Regions from separate parts of the Sus scrofa genome. Here region 1 is linked to region 2. Evidence: chromatin contacts called from public Hi-C data. All regions are on one chromosome and are shown on one strand. Each heading gives the region's core, a stretch centred on a gene start, on an enhancer-like site or on the middle of the called end of the contact. The rest is flanking DNA. Distances are from core to core; before and after follow the strand shown. Region 1 has its middle 20 kb from the start of WWC1. Region 2 overlaps WWC1 (protein KIBRA).

What was found. Hi-C and Micro-C count contacts between places; a contact is called where the count stands out from the background.
Region 1: a contact with region 2 is called in a Hi-C map of omental adipose tissue, with 1.8 times the contacts expected there. The contact joins two enhancer-like sites. A contact is called at or near these places in 1 of 5 promoter capture datasets (liver) and 10 of 47 Hi-C or Micro-C datasets (alveolar macrophages, embryonic fibroblasts, epiblast stem cells and 6 more).

Annotation. Positions count from the first base shown.
Region 1 is chr16:55,613,126-55,617,565 of Sscrofa11.1, reverse strand. No RefSeq gene overlaps it. Among named protein-coding and RNA genes, the nearest start is that of WWC1, 20 kb to the right of the region's middle. Within about 2 kb of position 2,960, at least 1 of the 83 cell types and tissues checked has an H3K27ac peak or open chromatin away from gene starts, as enhancers often do. A contact at or near this core is called in omental adipose tissue, where this site is marked.
Region 2 is chr16:55,466,846-55,470,856 of Sscrofa11.1, reverse strand. It overlaps WWC1 (protein KIBRA), which reads left to right. Exons shown (of 24, transcript XM_021077057.1): 10 at 2,822-3,064. Among named protein-coding and RNA genes, the nearest start is that of RARS, 57 kb to the right of the region's middle. Within about 2 kb of position 1,981, at least 1 of the 83 cell types and tissues checked has an H3K27ac peak or open chromatin away from gene starts, as enhancers often do. A contact at or near this core is called in omental adipose tissue, where this site is marked.

The sequences.
Region 1 (4,440 bases), core at 1,711-4,210, 150 kb before region 2:
TCCGATTCAACCCCTAGCCTGGGTACTTCCATATGCCACAGGTGCAGCACCCACCCCCGCAAAAAAAAAAAAAAAAAAAAAAAAATTCCAGTGGCTGTGAAAGTTATCAAACCTTTTCACCCCCAACTTTTTTTTCTTCCTGAAACCTGCAGCATATGGAAATTCCCAGGCTAGCATTCGAATTGGATCTGCAGCTGCCAGCCTTCGCCAGAGCCACAGCAACAAGGGATCTGAGCCACGTCTGCGGCCCACACCACATCTCTCGGACAATGCTGGATCCTCTTTTTTTTTTTTTTGGTCTTTTTTTTTTTTGCCATTTCTTGGGCCACTCCGGCAGCACATGGAGGTTCCCAGGCTAGGGGTCCAATCGGAGCTGTAGTCGCCTGCCTACGCCACAGCCACAGCAACTTGGGATGCGAGCCGCGTCTGCAACCTACACCACAGCTCACAGCAACGCCAGATCGTTAACCTGCTGAGCAAGGGCAGGGACGGAACCCGCAACCTCATGGTTCCTCATCGAATTCGTTAACCACTGCGCCACGACGGGAACTCCCAATGCTGGATCCTTAACCCACTGCGTGGGGCCAGGGATCCAACCCTAGTCCTCATGAATACTAGTGGGGTTCATTACTGCTGAGCCACAACAGGAGCTCCCTCTTCCACCCAAAGTGACTGATGGTATTTGCATTTCACACCCACTCAGTGAGACAAGATGATCAGGAGCAGATGAGAAACCGAGGCTTAGGGAAGTCACGCAATACCACAGCCCCTTCCTAGTGGAGGGTCATTCCCCTCCTCTTCTCAGTCTATCTCATCATTTCCATTGCCAGGCCCCTCCTTAGTCAACCCCTTATCTTAGCGTTATCTCAGACAAATACCTGTGGATTGTATTCTGCCCCATGGGCTATACGTCAATGGCGTGAAAATCTATCACGTAGGAAGCTGGAGGGGAGAGGAGAGGAGAAGAGGAACCCAGACTAACTCTGCCCCCCCCACCCCACCCCCCCGGCAGCTTCACTCTATTGCTCAGGACGCTTTTGATAGTAACCCCCATGCGAAGCAGAAACTGGAAAGTCCAAAGGCATGACAGACTTCAGACATGGCTCAAAGCATGTTTTTGCTCTGCCTCCAGTTCTGCTCCCCTTGAGAAGTGGCCTTATTCCCAAATAGGCTTTCTCCCCGTGTAGGAATGATGAGGGCCAGTGGCCCTAAGCCTACATCCTTGCAGCACCCACGGAAACAACAGAGAGAGTTCCCTCTGCGGTGCAACAGGATCAGAGGTGTCTTGGGAGCCGCTGGGATGCCAGTTCAATCGCCGGCCCGGCACAGTGGGTTGGGGATCTGGCCTTGTCAGAGCTGCCGCTTAGGTCAGGACTGTGGCTCTGATCTGATCCCTGGCCCAGGAGCTCCCTATGCTGCGGGGTGGCCAAAAATGACCCCCATCCAAAAAAAAAAAAAAAAAAAAAAAAAAAGAAAGGAAGAGAAACATCAGAGAGGAGTTCCCGTCGTGGCTCAGTGGTTAACGAATCCGACTAGGAACCATGAGGTTGCGGGTTCGATTCCTGGCCTTGCTCAGTGGGTTAAGGATCCAGCGTTACCGAGAGCTGTGGTGTAGGTCGCAGACAGCTCGGACCCCACGTTGCTGTGGCTCTGGCATAGGCCGGTGGCTACAGCCGACTCAACCCCGAGCCTGGGAACCTCCATATGCAGCGGGAATGGCCCAAGAAATGGTAAAAAGCCAAAAAAAAAAAAAAAAAAAGAAAGAAAGAAAGAAAAGCAACAGCAGAGAGACCCTCCCTCTAACTCACAGATGACCTCAAATGGGCCCAAATCCCATCAGAACTTGGAGGCCATAAAAGAGAAGGAAAGTGTTGTTCCCCCAGGGAAGAGAAATGCCTAGACAAAACCATGTCGGCTGCTGATATAACCACTGAAATCATGCATTTGTCCATCTGTCATCCAAGAGTGCCTGCACATTTTAGGTGCTCAGTTGACAAAGCCAGGTAGTGGGGATAGAGGGGTGAATACACACAGCCATCCATCCGGGAGCTGTCTGGTACAACCTGGGAGTGCTGGGCAAAGAACAGTGCTGGGCATAATGGGAATACAGTCAGGGTTGCGGGGGGCGGGGAGCAGTGAATTCAGCTCTGATGGGGATTTGGAAGAAAGGACACCAATACACAAATAGTGCGCCGTGCACACACAGTGCATTGGGAAGACCTAGGGTGAGCCGTAATGGCCAAAAAGGTACCCAGCCCATCAAGTCTCCCTGCCAAGCTTTTCGACCTGCCCCCTGCCCTCGACCTGGGGCCCTTTCCCTTCCTCTAGGAAGGCAGGAAGCCTCTTCCCAACACAAGCCTGGAGAACCTGTCCTGGGCAGAACGGAGGTGGGGGGGTGACACTGGATGTCCTCTGTTCCTCCATTCTGGATCCTATGCCCTCTCACCCCCACTCCACACAGGGAGCAGGACCTCCCCTCAGTGTCCCCCATGTGCTGTTGGTGAAGCTTGTCCTGCCCATCGGACCAGCCTCGAGGGCAAGAATTCTCCTTCTGGGCACCAGTGGACATTTGGGTTCAGGCGGCTCTGCCCCGAGCCTGTCCTGTGCATGGTAGGATGTTTAGCTGCATCCCTGGCCTTGATGCATGAGATGCCAGGGTGCCCCCTGCCGAGTCATGACAACCCCAGTTGCCTCCAGACATGGCCAACTGTCCTCTGGGGAGGGGAACTGACCCTGGGTTGAGACCCGCTGCTCTGTGCCTTCCCCTCACCCCCTCACCCCCTCCTCCCTCCTCTGCCCTTCTGAAGCAGGAAGCCTCTGTCCTCTGGGTAGGGGAGCTCCTTCCTCCTAAGCAGACATTTATCAGCACCTGCCCCTGTTCATCTAAGGGAGGAACCCCTTTTCTCCCTGCCAGGGACGCTGGATCCAAAAGCTGGGTCTCTGCCCAAAGTCTCCTCTCCCAGGCTCCACACCCTAGGAGCTACCACGCGGTAGCTGAGTTCAAACGCCAAGCGTGGAGGAAAGAATTGATTACTCTCCACGCCCTTCCCTCCCAGGTCCTTCTTCTGCTCCCCCAGACCCCCCACCTAAGGAGCTGATCCCTCAGAAGGAGGCAGTGACAGGAGCACTGCCGATAAACCAGCTGCAGGTCTTTGTTTTTTTGTTTTTTCGCTTTTTAGGGCCACACCCTTGGCGTGTGGAAGTTCCCGGGCTGGGGTCGAATTGGAGCTACAGCTGCTGGCCTATGCCACAGTCACAGCAACTCGGCAGCTGGGCCACATCTGCTACCTAGATCACAGCTCACAGCACTACCAGATCATGAACCCACTGAGTAAGGCCAGGGATTGAACTTGCATCCTCAGGGACATTATATTAGTTGGGTTCTTAACCTGATGAGCCAGAACAGGAACTCCTGCAGGTCCGTCTGAGGGCACTGCCGCTCTGAGGATGCTTACCAGTGGGAAGCGTCAGAGCCATGCACACGAGACAGTGACACGTGGAGAGAAGGCTGGGACCTCTCGAGGGCCTTCCTTAGGGGCCTGGACAGGATGCTAGGACCCGAGATGACAGGGTGACATTTTCTTTCCTCCCTCTACCCTGTCCCTGTGCCAGGGGGTCACATGGCCCCTTGAAAAGGAGCATCTTTTGTTGTTGTTGTTGTTGTTGTTGTTGCTATTTCTTGGGCCCCTCCCGCGGCATATGGAGGTTCCCAGGCTAGGGGTCCAATTGGAGCTGTAGCCACCGGCCCACGCCAGAGCCACAGAAACGTGGGATCCGAGCCGCGTCTGCAACCTACACCACAGCTCACGGCAACGCCGGATCGTCAACCCACTGAGCAAGGGCAGGGACCGAACCCGCAACCTCATGGTTCCTAGTCGGATTCGTTAACCACTGCGCCAGGACGGGAACTCCCGAAAAGGAGCATCTTGATGGTGATTCGAAGGCACCCTAACAATGCTGTCTGGGCAGAGCTGGGCATGCAGATGTGGAATCCGTGGCATTTCTAGAGAGAATATGAGTTGAGGTCAACCCGTACCCACCCTGCAAGACTTCAAGGGTGGCGGCATAGAGGAAGTGATTTTCTTCTCAGGGGCACAAGTCTGCCAGACTCTTTTCCTCTCTTATTATGGGAACTTGCACTAGTTGGGTGTGTCTTCACTTGCAGCCCTAGAGGTGTGCCCAGCATCCCGATGCTAGTGACATCACAGCGAGGAGAAAGGACAGGCCAGGGAAAGTCACATCCTACAGAGTCAGCCGGGCATGTACCGCAGACTGTACGGAGGGCTGGGGCTTCAGGCACAGGGTCTGCCCAGGTGCTGTGTCCCTTGTGTGTGTGTGTGTGTGTGTGTATAGAATTGCAATGCACGTTGTGTGCTTGCCCCGGTGCAGGAGAGCAGGTGATATACGTCCAGGTGAAGCATGGTTCCTGCACCCAGGCAG
Region 2 (4,011 bases), core at 732-3,231:
CGCCTGTTGAATGGGAAGGCAGAGTCTGCGGGTCTCGAAGCAGGGAGGACAGGTGGTTACCATGCAAGGTCTGATCGTTGTATGCCAAGTATTGTCACGTATGCATTTCTTGGGAGTGAGTCTAGTAGATTTCATCAGATTCTCCTAAGGATGTATGGCTCAAAGTTTAAGGGGCACCAGCCTAGGGAAAGTGCCATCAGAAAGTACATCCAGGAGTTCCCGTCGTGGCACAGTGGTTAACGAATCCGACTAGGAACCATGAGGTTGTGGGTTCGATCCTTGGGCCTTGGTCAGTGGTTAAGGATCCGGCATTGCTGTGAGCTATGGTGTGGGTCGCAAACACGGCTTGGATCCTGTGTTGCTGTGGCTGTGGCATAGGCCGGCAGCTACAACCTTAATTCGACCCCTAGCCTGGGAACCTCCATATGCCACGGGAGTGGCCCTAGAAAAGGCAAAAAGACAAAAAAAAAAAAAAAAAAAAAAGAAAGTACATCCAAGAAAGCATTGATCACCCCTTCAATGTCCCGTATATAGCAGAGCCCTTGCCAGACCCAACCATGCCCGTCTAGCCTCAAAGAAGCTAGATAGATAACCGCAGCTCCAGCTCCAAAGTTATCCCAAAGCCAGTTTTGATGGATTGCGGTATATGTGAATATGGAATTTAAAGTAATTAAGATTCCCTGCTGAGATACTTGGCTGGGGAATGAGCAAGGATAGCTGTGTTTCTCCGTATGGAGGTCATTCTACACAGCATGGAGATCTCATCTCAAACAGTGTTTTGATAAAGTAAGAGTTTGGGGAGTTCCCATCGTGGCTCAGTGGTTAATGACTCCGACTAGGAACCATGAGGTTGCGGGTTCAGTCCCTGGCCTTGCTCAGTGGGTCAAGGATCTGGCATTGCCGTGAGCTGTGGTGTAGGTTGCAGACTCGGCTCGGATCCCGCGTTGCTGTGGCTCTGGCGTAGGCTGGCAGCTACAGCTCTGATTAGACCCCTAGCCTGGGAAACCTCCATATGCCACAGGTGCAGCCCTAGAAAAGACGAAAAGACCAAAAAAAAAAAAAGTTTGGCCACAAACTCTTTGCAAATAAGATTGAACCTAGGCGTTCCCGTTGTGGCTCAGTGGTAACAAATCCAACTAGTATCCATGAGGATGTGCATTCAGTCCCTGGCCTTGCTCAGTGGGCTAAGGGTCCAGCATTGCCGTGGCTGTGGTGTAGGCCGACAGCTGTAGTTCCTAGCCTGGAAACTTCCATATGCCTCGGGTGCGGCAAAAAAAAAAAAAAAAAATTGAACCGAGAGTCCAGAGGCCTGGGCTCTCAACAAGTATGGGCCATGCCTACGACCTGCAGTCTTAGGTTAGCCACTTGCTGTCCAGCCACCTCTGCAATGGGGCTAACCACCAGGTCTTTAGCCACCCTTTAGGAATGGGATGAGGCTAGGATGGTGACAGCTAAAAGCATTTTTTCAAAGACTAAATCCTAAAGGACCTGAGTTCCCTGGTGACTCAGCCGGTTAAGGATCTGGTATTGTCCCTACTGTGGTGCAGGTTCGATCCCTGGCCCTGGAACTTGTACATGCTGCAGGCATGCCTCCACCCAGGAAAAAAAAAAAAAAAAAAAAAAAAAAAAACCCTACAGGATCAGATGATTGCCTTTAAATATTTGTAGCAGTACTCTTAGTGATACTGTACACCTTAGCTTGTTCCAACAATAATCATACCTCATGTCTGTATAGCACTTGGCATCATATGAATAACTCCTGCTAACAGGTTTTCATTTGGGCCTCATAACCCACCTCACAGGTACCATTATTGTACGCTCCTTACAGGTGAGATACCGAGTATCAAAGCCGTGAAGGGATAGGGCTCTCAGCTCCTTCCGGTAACATTTATCAGGGCCTGCAGTGTACCATGCACTGTGCTAGAAGCTCTGTTAACCCAAGTGATTTCTTAAGAAGGTCAGGGCCAAGACTCCACCCCAAGACCTCTGCCCCCAAGTCCGCAGCTGTTCACGTAGTGCTGCCCCCACTTTCTGGACTGAGAACACCAGGTCAGCCATGGCAGTATTTGCTGTCGTTGCAGTGGGTGCATGGCTGTCGGTGGTCTAGCACTGATGGAACACGTCATGGCTCACTTTCACCCAATTCGAAGGAGGAATAACTGCTTTCTTATGTGCAAGGCTTGGGGAGCGTGCTCAACATCACACGCCTAAGAAGTGGTTAAACCAGGGAATAACCACAGGAGCAGTGGGAACATTCATCGAGTGGTTGTTTTCTTCTCTTTCTTTTTTTTGGGGGGGCCGCCCCTCAGCATGCAGAAGTTCCTGGGCCAGGGATGGAACCCGTACCGCAGCAGTGACCCAAACCACTGCAGTGACAACACCAGATCCTTAACCCCCTTGAGCCACAAGAGAACTCCTGAGTGCTTGTTTTCCATGCGCCATATTGTGCTTCAAGGTTTTATGGGTTGTCACTGCAACCCCACAAGGACGGAGCTCTTGTTACTCCCTTTAGAGAGATGAAACCACTCGCCCGATGTCACCTAGCTAGTGGTAGGAGGCTGTTGCCTGGTGACGAATCCACTTCTGATCCATCAGGCTTAGCATCCCTCGGAGCAAGGACACTGCCCCTGTCTCATCCCTACTCATGAGTGGCACATGGTGGGCACCACGTGTTCGTTAGATAAAAATCTGTTCCTTGAGACCACATGCCGAACTAAAGGCAGTCACTGTCAGAGAGGACGCTTTGAAGCCTTGGAGACGCGGTCTGCCACGCAGCAGTGCCCCTGGGCACACCCATCGCACTCACCTTCTCCGTCTGCAGGATCGCCAACCTGAAGATCCAGCTGGCCAAGCTCGACAGCGAGGCCTGGCCTGGGGTGCTGGACTCCGAGAGGGACCGGCTGATCCTCATCAATGAGAAGGAGGAGCTGCTGAAGGAGATGCGCTTCATCAGCCCCCGGAAGTGGACCCAGGGCGAGGTGGAGCAGCTGGAGATGGCCCGGAAGCGGCTGGAGAAGGACCTGCAAGCAGCCCGGGACACCCAGAGCAAGGCGCTGACGGAGAGGTGGGGCTCGGCTGGGGCCTGCGGGGATGGGGACCTTCTCTCAGTGCTGGTCTGTGCTCTAGCCCCCAGCTTGGGGAAGAGGCGGAGTGGGGGGGGAGCAGCAACCTGGGGCCCCTGGGCGCCACCCCAGAAACACTCAGGAGGGCTCACCCCTTTCCAAAGCAGCACATCTGGGGACGTGACTCACCCTCCAGCTACCGCAGAACTTTACACAGGGAATCGCTGTCCCAAAAAGCTGCTCACACACAGGTTTTCAAAAATTATCTTTTTGGGGAGTTCCCGTCGTGGCGTGGTTAACAAGTCCGACTAGGAACCATGAGGTTGTGGGTTCGATCCCTGGCCTTGCTCAGTGGATTAAGGATCCGGTGTTGCCGTGAGCTGTGGTGTAGGTTGCAGAGTCGGCTCGGATCCCACGTTGCTGTGGCTCTGGTGTAGGCCAGTGGCTACAGCTGCGATTCAACCCCTAGCCTGGAAACCTTCATATGCCACGGGAGCAGCCCAAGAAATGGCACACACACACAAAAAAAAAAAAAAAAAAAAAAAAAAAAAAAATTATCTTTTACGATAAGCCCCGAAACTATGTAGTTTAGAGCAGCCATGCTCCAACTTTGTGACAGTGACTCATGTTATCTTATTACCTAATATACAAAAGTTTCACAAAGCAGCGCATACTCTGTGTGTGCCAGCCCTCTGATACCTTTGTTCTCTTACATCGCATTTCTTTTCATGCTGGTCATGACCCACTAAATTGCTTTTGCCTCCCACCAAGAAGTCGCAGTTTGCAGTTTGAGAAACACTGGTTTAGATGGAGGATGCAAACGGAGACGCTTATAGGGGTCAAGCAAGAGCTATAAGTGCCATGTTAGACTGGAATGCACAGAACCCCACTTGTCTAAAGCAGGTGCTGTCTCCAGCCTCCAGAGGCCCCCATATTTCAAGAAGAGAGT